Regions from separate parts of the Mus musculus genome. Here region 2 is linked to region 1. Evidence: chromatin contacts called from public promoter capture Hi-C data. All regions are on one chromosome and are shown on one strand. Each heading gives the region's core, a stretch centred on a gene start, on an enhancer-like site or on the middle of the called end of the contact. The rest is flanking DNA. Distances are from core to core; before and after follow the strand shown. Region 1 overlaps Itsn1 (intersectin 1 (SH3 domain protein 1A)). Region 2 has its middle 5.5 kb from the start of Kcne2.

What was found. Promoter capture Hi-C pulls out the DNA fragments that hold promoters and counts their contacts.
Region 2: a promoter capture Hi-C map of 3T3-L1-derived adipocytes shows a contact between it and region 1, with 2.9 times the contacts expected there. The contact joins two enhancer-like sites. A contact is called at or near these places in 4 of 39 promoter capture datasets (3T3-L1-derived adipocytes, cranial neural crest, hippocampal neurons and 1 more), 1 of 484 Hi-C or Micro-C datasets (cerebellum) and 1 of 9 other capture datasets (adipose tissue).

What each region holds. Positions count from the first base shown.
Region 1 is chr16:91,838,366-91,844,249 of GRCm38.p6, forward strand. Itsn1 (intersectin 1 (SH3 domain protein 1A)) reads left to right here. Exons shown (of 39, transcript NM_010587.2): 18 at 1,251-1,477; 19 at 3,124-3,245. Among named protein-coding and RNA genes, the nearest start is that of Gm52262, 63 kb to the right of the region's middle. Within about 2 kb of position 3,251, at least 62 of the 459 cell types and tissues checked have an H3K27ac peak or open chromatin away from gene starts, as enhancers often do. A contact at or near this core is called in 3T3-L1-derived adipocytes and adipose tissue, where this site is marked.
Region 2 is chr16:92,284,144-92,289,637 of GRCm38.p6, forward strand. No RefSeq gene overlaps it. Among named protein-coding and RNA genes, the nearest start is that of Kcne2, 5.5 kb to the right of the region's middle. Within about 2 kb of position 2,663, at least 12 of the 459 cell types and tissues checked have an H3K27ac peak or open chromatin away from gene starts, as enhancers often do. A contact at or near this core is called in 3T3-L1-derived adipocytes and adipose tissue, where this site is marked.

The sequences.
Region 1 (5,884 bases), core at 2,001-4,500:
AAATAGAATATGTGATACATAGTCTAAGTGTATAGGTAAATAGTACCCAAAACTTCAGAAATCTTTTTTACCCTCTAATAAATGTACTTGGATGCTTTTTTGGTGGGGTGGGTATTGAGACAGTTTCTCTATAGCTCTGACTGTCCTGGAACTCACTGTGTCGACCAGGTAGGCCTTGAAATTGCAGAGATCCTCCTGCCTCTGCCTCCAGAGTACTGGGATTAAAGACAAGCCCAATATACAGCCTTTTCATGCTTTTTATAAAACGTTGTTTGGGGCTGGAGAGATGGCCCAGAGGTTAAGAACAATGGCTACTCTTCCAGAGGACCAGGGTTTAATTCCCAGTATCCCTGTGGCAGCTCAGAACTGTCTATACTGTCTATAACTCCAGTTCCGGGGAATCTGATGGTGCCCTCGTGCAGATCCACATGCAGGCTTTAAAACACCAATCAATGCTCATAAAATAAAAATAAATGAAAATGTTTTTTAAAAGACATTCTATGTTCTGTGCACTAGCTTTCCTGGCGCTGTGTCGCTCTGTACACCGTGAATGTTGTGCTCTCAGGCCAGGAGAGGGCAGTGAACCCTGTGGCTCTGGGTCACAGATGGTTGGGAGCTTCCATGTCAGTGCAGGGAGCCAAGAGTACTGGCTGCACCATCTCGCCAGCCCCAGATGTCTGTCTCGCCTTCAGGTTTGGGAGCCAGACGTATGTGTGAGTGTAGCTCGTCCTGCTCAGGGAGGACCTGTGAGAATCTCTACTCGTGCTCTACTCACGCTCTCACAAAAGCAGCGTCAGGCACTTTCATAAAGTGTGTGTGCATCTGTGCTCTGCAGCTTACACTCAGCTCTATCAATTACTATCATCAATCTTTCATTAATCTCAATTGAGATGTACTTTTTCTTAATCCTATAGCCACTTTGTGAAAGATATCACAATCTCTCTCTCTCTTTCTCTCTCTTTCTCTCTCTCTTTCTCTCCCCCCACCCCCGTGTGTGTGTGTGTGTGTGTGTGTGTGTGTGTGTGTGTGTGTGTGTGTGTGTGGGGTTTTGGTAAGTCATGTGACTTCATTTTGCTCAGTCAGAGCTCGGAGAACCCATTTTGTGGATTGCATTATCTGTGAAGAGCCACCCACATTCCCTTGACGTTTAGCAGCTCTGCCTAGAGGGAGGCCCTTGGGTGAAGGGGTGATGGGGGGGCGACTGTTGGGTCAGAGTTGCTTCCTCGGCAATCAAGCATCTTTGTTGGCAGACGAGTTCAGGAAAGGGACAAGCAATGGCTGGAGCATGTGCAGCAGGAGGAGCAGCCACGCCCCCGGAAACCCCACGAGGAGGACAGACTGAAGAGGGAAGACAGTGTCAGGAAGAAGGAGGCGGAAGAGAGAGCCAAGCCGGAAATGCAAGACAAGCAGAGTCGGCTTTTCCATCCGCATCAGGAGCCAGCTAAGCTGGCCACCCAGGCACCCTGGTCTACCACAGGTATCAGAAGGGGCTGAGGTGCCAGGCTCTGCCACTGTCTCCTCTGTATGTATGTAAAACAGACAGTCATCTCCCCGAGAGCAATATCTATGCCTATCACGATTTGCTCGGTTTGGGGAAAGTTCTCACTCTGTAGACCAGGCTGGCCTCAGCCTTAAAAATCTGCCTACCTCTGCCTCCTGAGTGCTGGGATTAAAGGCGTGTGCTACCACGGGCTAGCTTGCTTACATTAATCGAGCTGAGATGTCTGTCTCTGTCTGGATACTGTAGCTCTTTACCACCCAGGTGTGCACAGGAAGCCCCTCGGATACCCAGGAGCCCTCTCTGCAGGCCTGTTCCAAGTGACATGAACCTTATTTGATATATGTTACAAACGCTGAACTTGACATCTTGGGGGGAATCACGTAACTTGTTCTCTAGGTTGATATTTTCCCCTGAAGTTGCTGAGCTATGTCAACTTTTTTGTCTACACTGGGTTTTGTGCCTTTTGAAAAGTGTCAATCTGGGTTTTTTCACTTTCAATACAACTTGGCTCTTTTAAAAAGTAAGTAAGTAAATGGCTGACCTTCACTAACGCAAGCTGTCCCTTAGATAACCTCAGCTGCACACTAAAATGTATTTTCAAAATTCTTAAGCACAGTGGTAGACAGAAAGCAACAAGTAACTTGACACCATCTCATAAACCATTTGTTTCCTCCCTGGGCACACAGTGGGGTGGGGAGTGAGGTGCAGTGTTGGTCAGGAACCATCCCTTCCTGAGGTCCTATGGCTGCAGGGAGAACTTGGACTTGGGCATGTAGGGAGTCCAGGGGGACGAGGGGGGGGAGAGATGAACTAACTGTCTGGGTCAACTGTGGTCTGAAGAGGAATTTTCAATCCTTTAATCTCAGGGGTCATCGAAGCCCCTGTGACTCTTCAGTGTGAACTAGGATTGATTTTCCCCTCAATAGGAACCTTTGCTTCTCACACAGATCAAGGCTACAGAGACAACAGTCTACCTCACGCTCTTCAGATACGATGGGTGTCAAGTTACATGCAGCGCAAGTGTAGAACAATCCAGAGGGCTATAATTACCTGGTAGCCAAAATCCCAAGAATGTCCTCTGCCTGAATGCATCTTCAATTTTTTTTAATTTGATTTAAATTCTAAATTGTTTTCATTAGGGTTTATCCTTGGGCTTATTCTTTCCCCAGAAATGCAGACGCCTCAGTTCAGCAGGTCATGAGGACGCTGCGTAGACCGACCTTTGCCTGTTTATAGGGAAGGTTGTGTTTCTCTTCCTCTTTCCCTGCAAGAGTGCTTTCTGGCTGAGCAGATCTGCTGTCATCTCTGAGCAGCACCCAGGGTGGGGAGCAGAGCCTGCTGATGACTTACAAATGGGCATTGCTAGAGCCCACGCCCAGAGGCAGAGAAAGGTTCTCTGGGCTGTCTGCCCACCGCATTCAGTCCTGGCGGCTTGCTTGTGGGATCTGCTGATGAACTGCACGTGGTCTGAGTCTGCTCTCCTCTGGCATTCCATGTGTATTTCAGAAATTCCCTGAATGGTGGAAATATTTCCAGTATAAGGCAGACATAGACTAACAGCTGTCCGCCTTGGCATTGTCCGTCAGTGCTTCCTGTAATGTGTCCCTCCTCTTCCCAAACAGAGAAAGGCCCGCTTACCATTTCTGCACAGGAGAGTGTAAAAGTGGTATATTACCGAGCGCTGTACCCCTTTGAATCCAGAAGTCACGATGAGATCACCATCCAGCCAGGAGATATAGTCATGGTAAGAAAGTGTATGTCAGAGACGGTCCTCTGTCCTCACTTGGCACTTGTGACACAATTAGGAAACCTCCAGCAAGCATGCATATCAAAATGAAAGTTCTCTTGCAAAGGCATATCTCAATAGCACTTTAAATGCAGTGTTTCTATTGCTCCGTAGCCTGCTTTTAACCTTAAGTTGACTGATTGTGTCTAAAGCTAGCACTGGTTACATACTATGAAGGGTCTTTAAGAAATAGTTACAAATGCAGAATTCCTTCATTCACAGCTGCCCATAAGAACATTTATACCAGGGGCTGGAGAGATGGCTCTGCAGGTAAGAGCACTGACTGCTCTTCCGAAGGTCCTGAGTTCAAATCTCAGCAACCACATGGTGGCTCACAACCACCTGTAATGAGATCTGACGCCCTCTTCTGGGGTGTCTGAAGTCAGCTACAATGTACTTTCATATAATAAATAAATCTTTAAAAAAAAAAAGAAGAAGAAGAGCGTTTATACCTTTGAGCCAAAGTGTTTGGAGGCTGTTTGGTTTTGTTTTTTAAGTAATGGATTAAATATGAGGAATCTGAATTACTATTTAGAAAATTAACAAACATTCAATTTTGCTTTGTTGCAGTTTATACTCTTTGTGTATATTAACAATTTAATATAGTCCTCAAATTGAAACATATAAGAGTTAGTTTTAAGAAGAGAATAAAGCACTGTGGTTGATCTAATTATTTTCTAAATGACAACTTAAATTTCTTAATTAATTTAGAAGTAACTGAAAGTGAAGGCCTGAGAGACAAATGTGTTTTTCATTCTTAGGGTATTAAACAGTGGTCTGTGTTTTAATGAGAAACTGTTGCTTTAGTGCGGGCCTACCATCTCTGCAGCCTACAGTAGTGCGGACTGCTCTTCCCAGGGTTGGCTAGCTGACCCCTCGTTTCATTTGATGAGTAAAGCGTAGATGTACTCTAAGGTGCAACGTTTCATTAAACATCTTTTGCCTTGCTTTTAAACCTTTGCTTTCCTGGTGGAGGTTAAAGGGGAATGGGTAAGTGCCCCCTGTCAGGAAGTCCGCCTCCCACTCCGTGTCTTGTTCTTTGAATCACTTTAACTGTGTAAGTGAGCAGATCTTTGGATGTTGGGGCAGTGGAAACGTGTTGGGGTTTGTACCACAGAGTTGTATTGAAAAGAAAAGTCTACCTGGTGAGGTTTGTGTTGCCGGTGTCTGTCTGCTGGGCTCTGCAGAGCCGTCTGAAGGTTCTGTCCTTGTCAGGGTTCCACCTAACACCAGGAGTTCTTGGTGCATTAAACTGAAAATGAAACATTTGCAACTTTTACAAGAGATCAGAATGATTTCCTGGCTTACAAAACCTTCTTACTTACCTACTGACTGACACAAGGTCTCATGTAGCTTAGGCTAGCCTAAGCTCACTATGTAGCCCAGGCTGGCCTTAAACTCTCGGCTGTCCTGCCTCCACACCTAAGATGCATGAGCATGGGAACGGTGGAGCTCAACAGGCTGACTGTGGCTCTCTTGTCATTGCAAAACCCAGGCTCACTCACTTTGTCAGCCCTGTGACCATGGCTTCCCAGACTCCTCAGAACTTGTTTGAAAACAGCAAGCTTACACCTTAGTCACCGTGTTTCCCCTTGGGATATAGGTAGGGGTTGGGGAGCCTTACAAATACTTTGCTTTTAGAATCTTTTTGCTTTTAAACCGATTTGCTCCCAAACGGTTTTTCCATTGTTAACCATTTAATGTACTTTCTTGTGTGTCGCCATATTCTGATGTTTGATTATACAAAGAAATAGAAGATGGTGTCTGCCATTCAAATATTTAGTTTGGAAAAGGCATGAGAACCGGATGAACCCAGGCTTGGTGAAGTTGCCCATGACTGTCCAGTAACCTAGGAACTTAGAGAGGAAAGAAGTCTGTGACGTGATGTGGGATCTGTGACTGAGGCTGCCTAGCTGATCATCTCCATGTCTGAGGCTTAGAGCCTTAGCAATAAATGGCCGCTCTTCTGATGTGGAGGTGGCCATCCCCAGGGGATGGAGTTGACTCGGCCATGCATTGCCCAAGCAATTGGATGAGCAATGAGAGAGACTTCACTCATGGCCATTTTTGTTAAGCTTTACGTGAGGACCACACAGCAGCTGGCCATCTGAATGCTGGTGCCAGGCAGCATCAGGTGTGTGAAAATTACTCAGGAAGTCCCAGAAAGTAAGCAGCGGCTTAGGGAAGGATCGTGCCATGCAAGCCTGACCCTCCCTGTTGATTCCTGTAACCACGGGAAGCTGGAGGGAGAGAGTCAGCTCCCCAAAGCTGTCCTGCAGCTTCCACACGCTCCCTGCCACCCCCACCATCGCGGACCACCCCATATACCACCACACTCTTATGTACATGAAGCTCGCTCCCTTGCTCTGTCTGTCTGCTCTTTCTTTCATCTATGCCTTCCTTAGGCCATAGACATTCAGGGTATTTTCAATTCTGATACACAGTTTAGAATTCTCTGTAGGCCTTCCATTAAGGAATGTAGCCCCGCCCCTCTGTCCTGCCAGAGCTTCCCTGAAATGGTCTAGGAAACACTTCCGAGTCCCAGGACTTCTTTCACTGTTACCAGCTACCTAGTCGTTTGTCTGAAAGCTGTTCCG
Region 2 (5,494 bases), core at 1,413-3,912, 450 kb after region 1:
TCATATGTCAGGGGCTTGGTCCTCAGCCTGGTAGTATAGAGAGAGTGGGGCCTCTAAAAAATGGGGCCCAGTTGGAGGCCATGGCTGGTCCCTTTTCATGTCTCTCTGGATTTCAGCCTGGTCGTATCCAGCATGAGATTCCCTCCTTAGAGCTGAGCTGTTTCTGGTACGATGCTCTTGAACTTTGAACGACATAAACCTTTTTAAAGCTATCCACCCTTAGGAATTTCAATATAGTGATAGAAGAATCAATAGCATAGGGACCCCCAACTGGGACACAGGATCTCTGCCCCTACCCTCATCTTCTGACGCCGCTTTCCCTTTAGCAACTTGACTCCCTGCGCTGGGCTCTTCGTCTGGGGCAAGGCTTGTGCAGATGAAACATATCTCTGACTTCAAAGTCACAGGTGACCCTGTCGGGAGGAGAAGATCTAGAGAGAGGTGACCACTGTGCCCAGAGGAAGCATGGGGACAACTGGAGGTCTCTTGACGAGGGAAAGCATTTATTCTGAGTCTCCAGAGAAGTGCTTTACGGAGGTCATCCATTCACTGGGCTGTGATGACAGCAGAGAGCTGGGACCAGGTCTGGAGGGACGGTCTGACTGGAGACACATCTGCTGACTCTAGAACATCCAAGCCTCCCTGCTGACCAGGCCGTGGGTGGCCAATGAGAACCATGTGTTGGACCGAGGCTTCTCCAGGTGGAGCCATGAGGAGAAGCCTTGTCCTGAACACGGGCTGGCTTGGAGTCTTTGATGCGTCTCTGCTGGGAGAGGACAGGGCTGACACTTTCAGGTCATGTCCCTTTGTGACTGGTGATGAAAAGATGCTGTGGTGCCTCTGCCCTGAACTCCCCACACATCTCAGACATGCCTGTCCTGCAAGAGACCTCACCTAGAAGACTGGCCCCACCCCACCCCCCCAAAAAAAATCCCACCTGCCCAGGAACCCCAGGGAATCTGTCCCCTTTGACTTCAGCAGCAGCAGCAGCAAATGCCTCCTCGTGGGGGACCCGACCTCCAGTAGCCACCTTAGTCACACGGCATTGGGGTCTATTTCTGTTACATAAACGGAGTCGTCTGCATCTGGATTCCAGGGCTGGCTGCAGGAATTTGTAAACAGTGCGGTGTCCCTGTTTCACAGAGAGTTGCCAGCACGGGCTCCCTTCCTTTCCCACCACCCGGTGTCCAGTTTTCCCTTTTATAGCGAGTCTGGCTGGGGGAGAGAGAGACAGAACTTATTTGGGAATGGAGCACAATCCCTCAACAAATTCTTTTTCTCCACCCCAGCCACCACAGCGTCATCATCTTCAAGTCTGAGGGTCTGGTGCAGACACGAGACTATCCCTGCATGAAGGCTTCTTGTAAACAGACACAGAAATCCGGAGGAAAACAAATTAGTGGCAGTTTTGATTCCCAGAAGGGTAGCAAGAAGGTTTGGAGGTTGAGGCAGCTTCCAAAAACCTTTGGACACTCATCTCCTGATCTGAGCCAAGACTAGGGGACATTATGACATCTCATGGTGGCTTCTTTTCTACTCCCTCTAAGGAACTTTCCTAACCTTCAAGGCTGCAAGCCCTTGCATAATGACATTGGTGATGTCAAGGAGAAGAGGGTCACTCCTTTACTAGCCATGAAGAGATATCTCTTCAGATTAGATGCTCTGTGAGCCTTGGAAGGACAGACACAATACGTTGGTGTCAAAACACTGTGGTGGAAAGTGCCCATATTAAGAGTCTGTTAGATGGGTTTGGGGATGCAAAGGGAGATGAGTTTCACTTATAGCTTTGCTGAAAGGGAAGGAGGGCAGGAGAGAGAGGGAGAGGGAGGGAGGGAGGTGGGGAGGGAGGGAGGGAGGGCTGGCAGATCTGAGCTTAAGATCCGTTTCAAGTTGAAACCTGCCACAGAGACTGAAGCTGAATCCTTTAACCTTCAATCAACGCAGGGGTTTTGCTCAGACTTAAAAAGTTAAGAGCTTTAAGCTAAGAGAGATGGTAAACCATCTCATTGGGACCAAGGGACTCATCAGGACCCCACACGAAAAAGTTCCCAGGCAAACCTAGCATATATTGATCTCAACGTCTGAAATCCAAAGACTTTGGACAAAAGTTCCTATATAGGAAGCTTCCGAATCAGGAGAAAGAATCATGAGACATTGCCCTCCAGGAACCCACAAACCATTGTTTGCTGCTCCCACATTACGGTCCTGGAGAAGGAAAGGGTGAGTGTTCTCTGGCACACAGAAGGAAATCGGTAGGAATTGTGCACTGACACTCAGAACAAAATTGCAGCAACCCTCAAAAGCGACCAAACGAACCTGCCGTTAAATAAAGCTACTATATGACTTAACTTCATCTGCACGGGGAACTGAATGGCTCTTAGGTCACTCCGCACGAGTATGGCTTTGGGACACTTCTGTAAACCAGCTGGAGAAGATTCTGTGTTGTTAGCTTCCTTTACTCTTTTGATGTGTGCCCCTTTCACAAAGACGTCAGATGGCGTCAGTGATCCCCAGTGAGGCAGGGACGTCTGCTATCTTCATAAGGAGCTCCGTGTACCAGAAATGCTGCAAGTGAACCCAAATCGTGGACACAGAAAGGACAAATCCGCAAGAAGGGTCTTGGCCTGTCTATGACTAAGTCACTTCTCTGGCACCCCCTGGTGGCAGACACTCACATTACAGGTACAAAACCCAGAAAGGGACTCAAGCTGCCATCTAAACTCAGAAATGAAGGAAAGCTGTTCGAGTCAAAGGAGCAGCATATGGCAGAGTTTGTGCTCAGGAGCTGTATGAAAGAATGACCTAGGCCAGACTTCCAAGAAGACCTTGGGTTAGGAATCCCCAGGGATTCTGACTTTCAAGGCCATTTCTTTCTCATCTGGCAGGTGGCGTTCTCTGACCCTAACTGCAGATACAGCATGGACCAGAGCCTTCTAAAGTGCCTGGCACTCTGTAGACACTCAGAGCCTGGAAGAGCTGAGGGCTGGAAGAACTGTTGACAGGACAGCAGACAGACAGACAGACATGGATGAACCTATGACTGACAGCTGCAGGCTATAAATTCTGATTGAATCTGAACCTTAGACCATTAGTAATTCCCGAGAGCAGCTGATACTGTGTGGCTTTAGCAGTCAGAGGCTGATGGGAATCTGAATGTGTGGCTGCAGCCTGGCTCCTGTGACGAAGCTACAGAGCACAAGGTCAAATTTCCTGGGTAAGACTTTTTCTGAGGCTTTGAAAGGCGCTTAGGTCTGGTCTAACCTTTGACAAGACTGCAGAGACTGTGCAGCTCTGCCTGCCTTTGGGCAGGGAGGAAAAAAAAACAGTAAAAAAAAAATCACAGAAAATTGAAGTGCAGGGGAGATGTCGGCCGGTGCCCTTCTTGGCATCCTGGTTGCTTTTTCTACAGCCTCGGGCTGGACTGCATAATCTCTGGGGCCCCACAGTGTTCTGAACTTCTAGACTTCTAGCAGCTCTTGGCTGAGGACAATGGAAGCTAAAGCTCTGCTGAGGAACTTTGGAGCAACTGGAATTTGTGTTCACAGCTAATTACACCGTTAGATGACACAGCGACGCTGGAGATCCCCCGCTCTTTAGCATCATAACGCCTTATAAATCTGAACATGCCCCTGCCGTCATTGTGGCGAAGTTACTACATTCAGCCCAGAGCAGTGAAAACTTATGTGCACACGCACACTCATGGGCAAATCACAGAAACTGTCATTGCAGGGACACATCTCTACAGCACAATACTAGTTCAAAACAAGGAAAAGGGACATGTTGCTATTTGCAATACTTTGCATTGACCAAAAGGACCCTAAACTGTGTGGGAAAAGCTGACCTCACAAGCGACCTACTCTGTACTCCGCATCCTATAACACTCTCACAATGACAGATGTATAGAGGGGTTTCTGTTTGGTAGTTTCCTGGGCTAATGGGAGACAGAGCTCAGACAGAAAGGAATGAAGGGAATGGGGCATGAAGTAGCTTTTGATGGCTGGGGGCGGTTCTGCCCTCTTGTGTATGGTGGTGGCACCTTGACTCCATCCATCAAACACGTGCATGCGTCAGAGTACACACACACACTGAGATCTGACTGTGGTCTGAGTGTTTTGCAATTCCTGTCTTATCAAAATCAGTAACCTACTTCTTGTCTTCTGTATAGTTATGATGATGTAATCGCCACAAGAAGCTGAGTGGGGTGGTCCATGGGACTTAACACTTTCTGTGAGTCTAAAATTATCTCAGAAAGTTTTTATACAAGCATAAAGAAATTAAAGATTCCCCTCTAGAGAGATGGCTCAGCAAGTTAAGAGCATTGGCTGCTCTTGCAGAGGACATAGGTTCTATTCCCAGTACCTAGCTGAGGTGGCTCACACCAAGGTAACTCCAGCCCCAGTGGATCAGATGCCCTCTTCTGGTCTCAGTAGGCAACAGCACTCATATGTAGACACACACACACACACACACACACACACACATAGAAATATTTTAATTATCCTTTTTCTTACATATACTTAAGGAATACAACATGACATTTTGATATACCTACACACAATGAAATTGTGACGATAGTTAACTCAGCATCTCTACTCTTTGGGGGGCACTCTAAAGTCTTACTATGGGCTGTTAGCAATTGGATGAGACAGTCCAGAGCGAGCACGGTCCACTCTGAGGGTGTAACAAGGCTTTTACCTTTAATATTCTACATAGAGATAGAAACCTCTGACTTCAATGGCTGTCTTCCCTGTGGCACACATTGCCAGGTCTGTGGTGACACAATGTGGCCGTTTTGAATACGGCAGCCTCTGAGTTGAGAGCTCCTTCCTTCAGATCTCACAGAGGACAATCTATCACAAACAGCCTGACTAGCCAGGCCAGAGAGACAACGTTAACTATGACAGCTGGGAACTTTCTAGATGTGGACCGCAGCCTCCTGCAGCTGCTCGCTTTCTGGATGGCCAGCGGAAGACCTGTTGTTTCCCACAAGACACTCATCAGAGGCAATGTCTTAAAGCCGTTCCAGATTCAGGGGTGCCTGGGTAGTTGTAATGTCTTTTTAATATTTTAAAAATTTCCTTCTTATATTCATGCTTGTGTGCATACAGAGAGAGAGAGGTTTTTTTTTTTCTTTTTTGTTTTGTTTTGTTTTTTGTATTAGTTTGTTGCTTTTTAGGAAATTTTCAAATAAGAAATGTGTGTGTGATGAATTTTTTGAGATATGGCTATACTACATGGCTCAGGTTGGCTTTGGCTTTGAACTCTTCCCACTTCTGCTTCCTGAGTCCAAGGTTGCAGACATATATCACTGTTTCTGTCTAAGCTCTATACTCAAGGAGTCCAATGTGACCGTTGGATATACAAGTACGTAGGGCAATGGTTCTGCTCCGCGGAGATTTACACTCCGTTTCACACACCCATTAGCCTATTTACACACCCACCCATGTCTTCATTTCCAGGCTTGGAGAAGAGTCTCCTTTAAATGTCAAGGGCA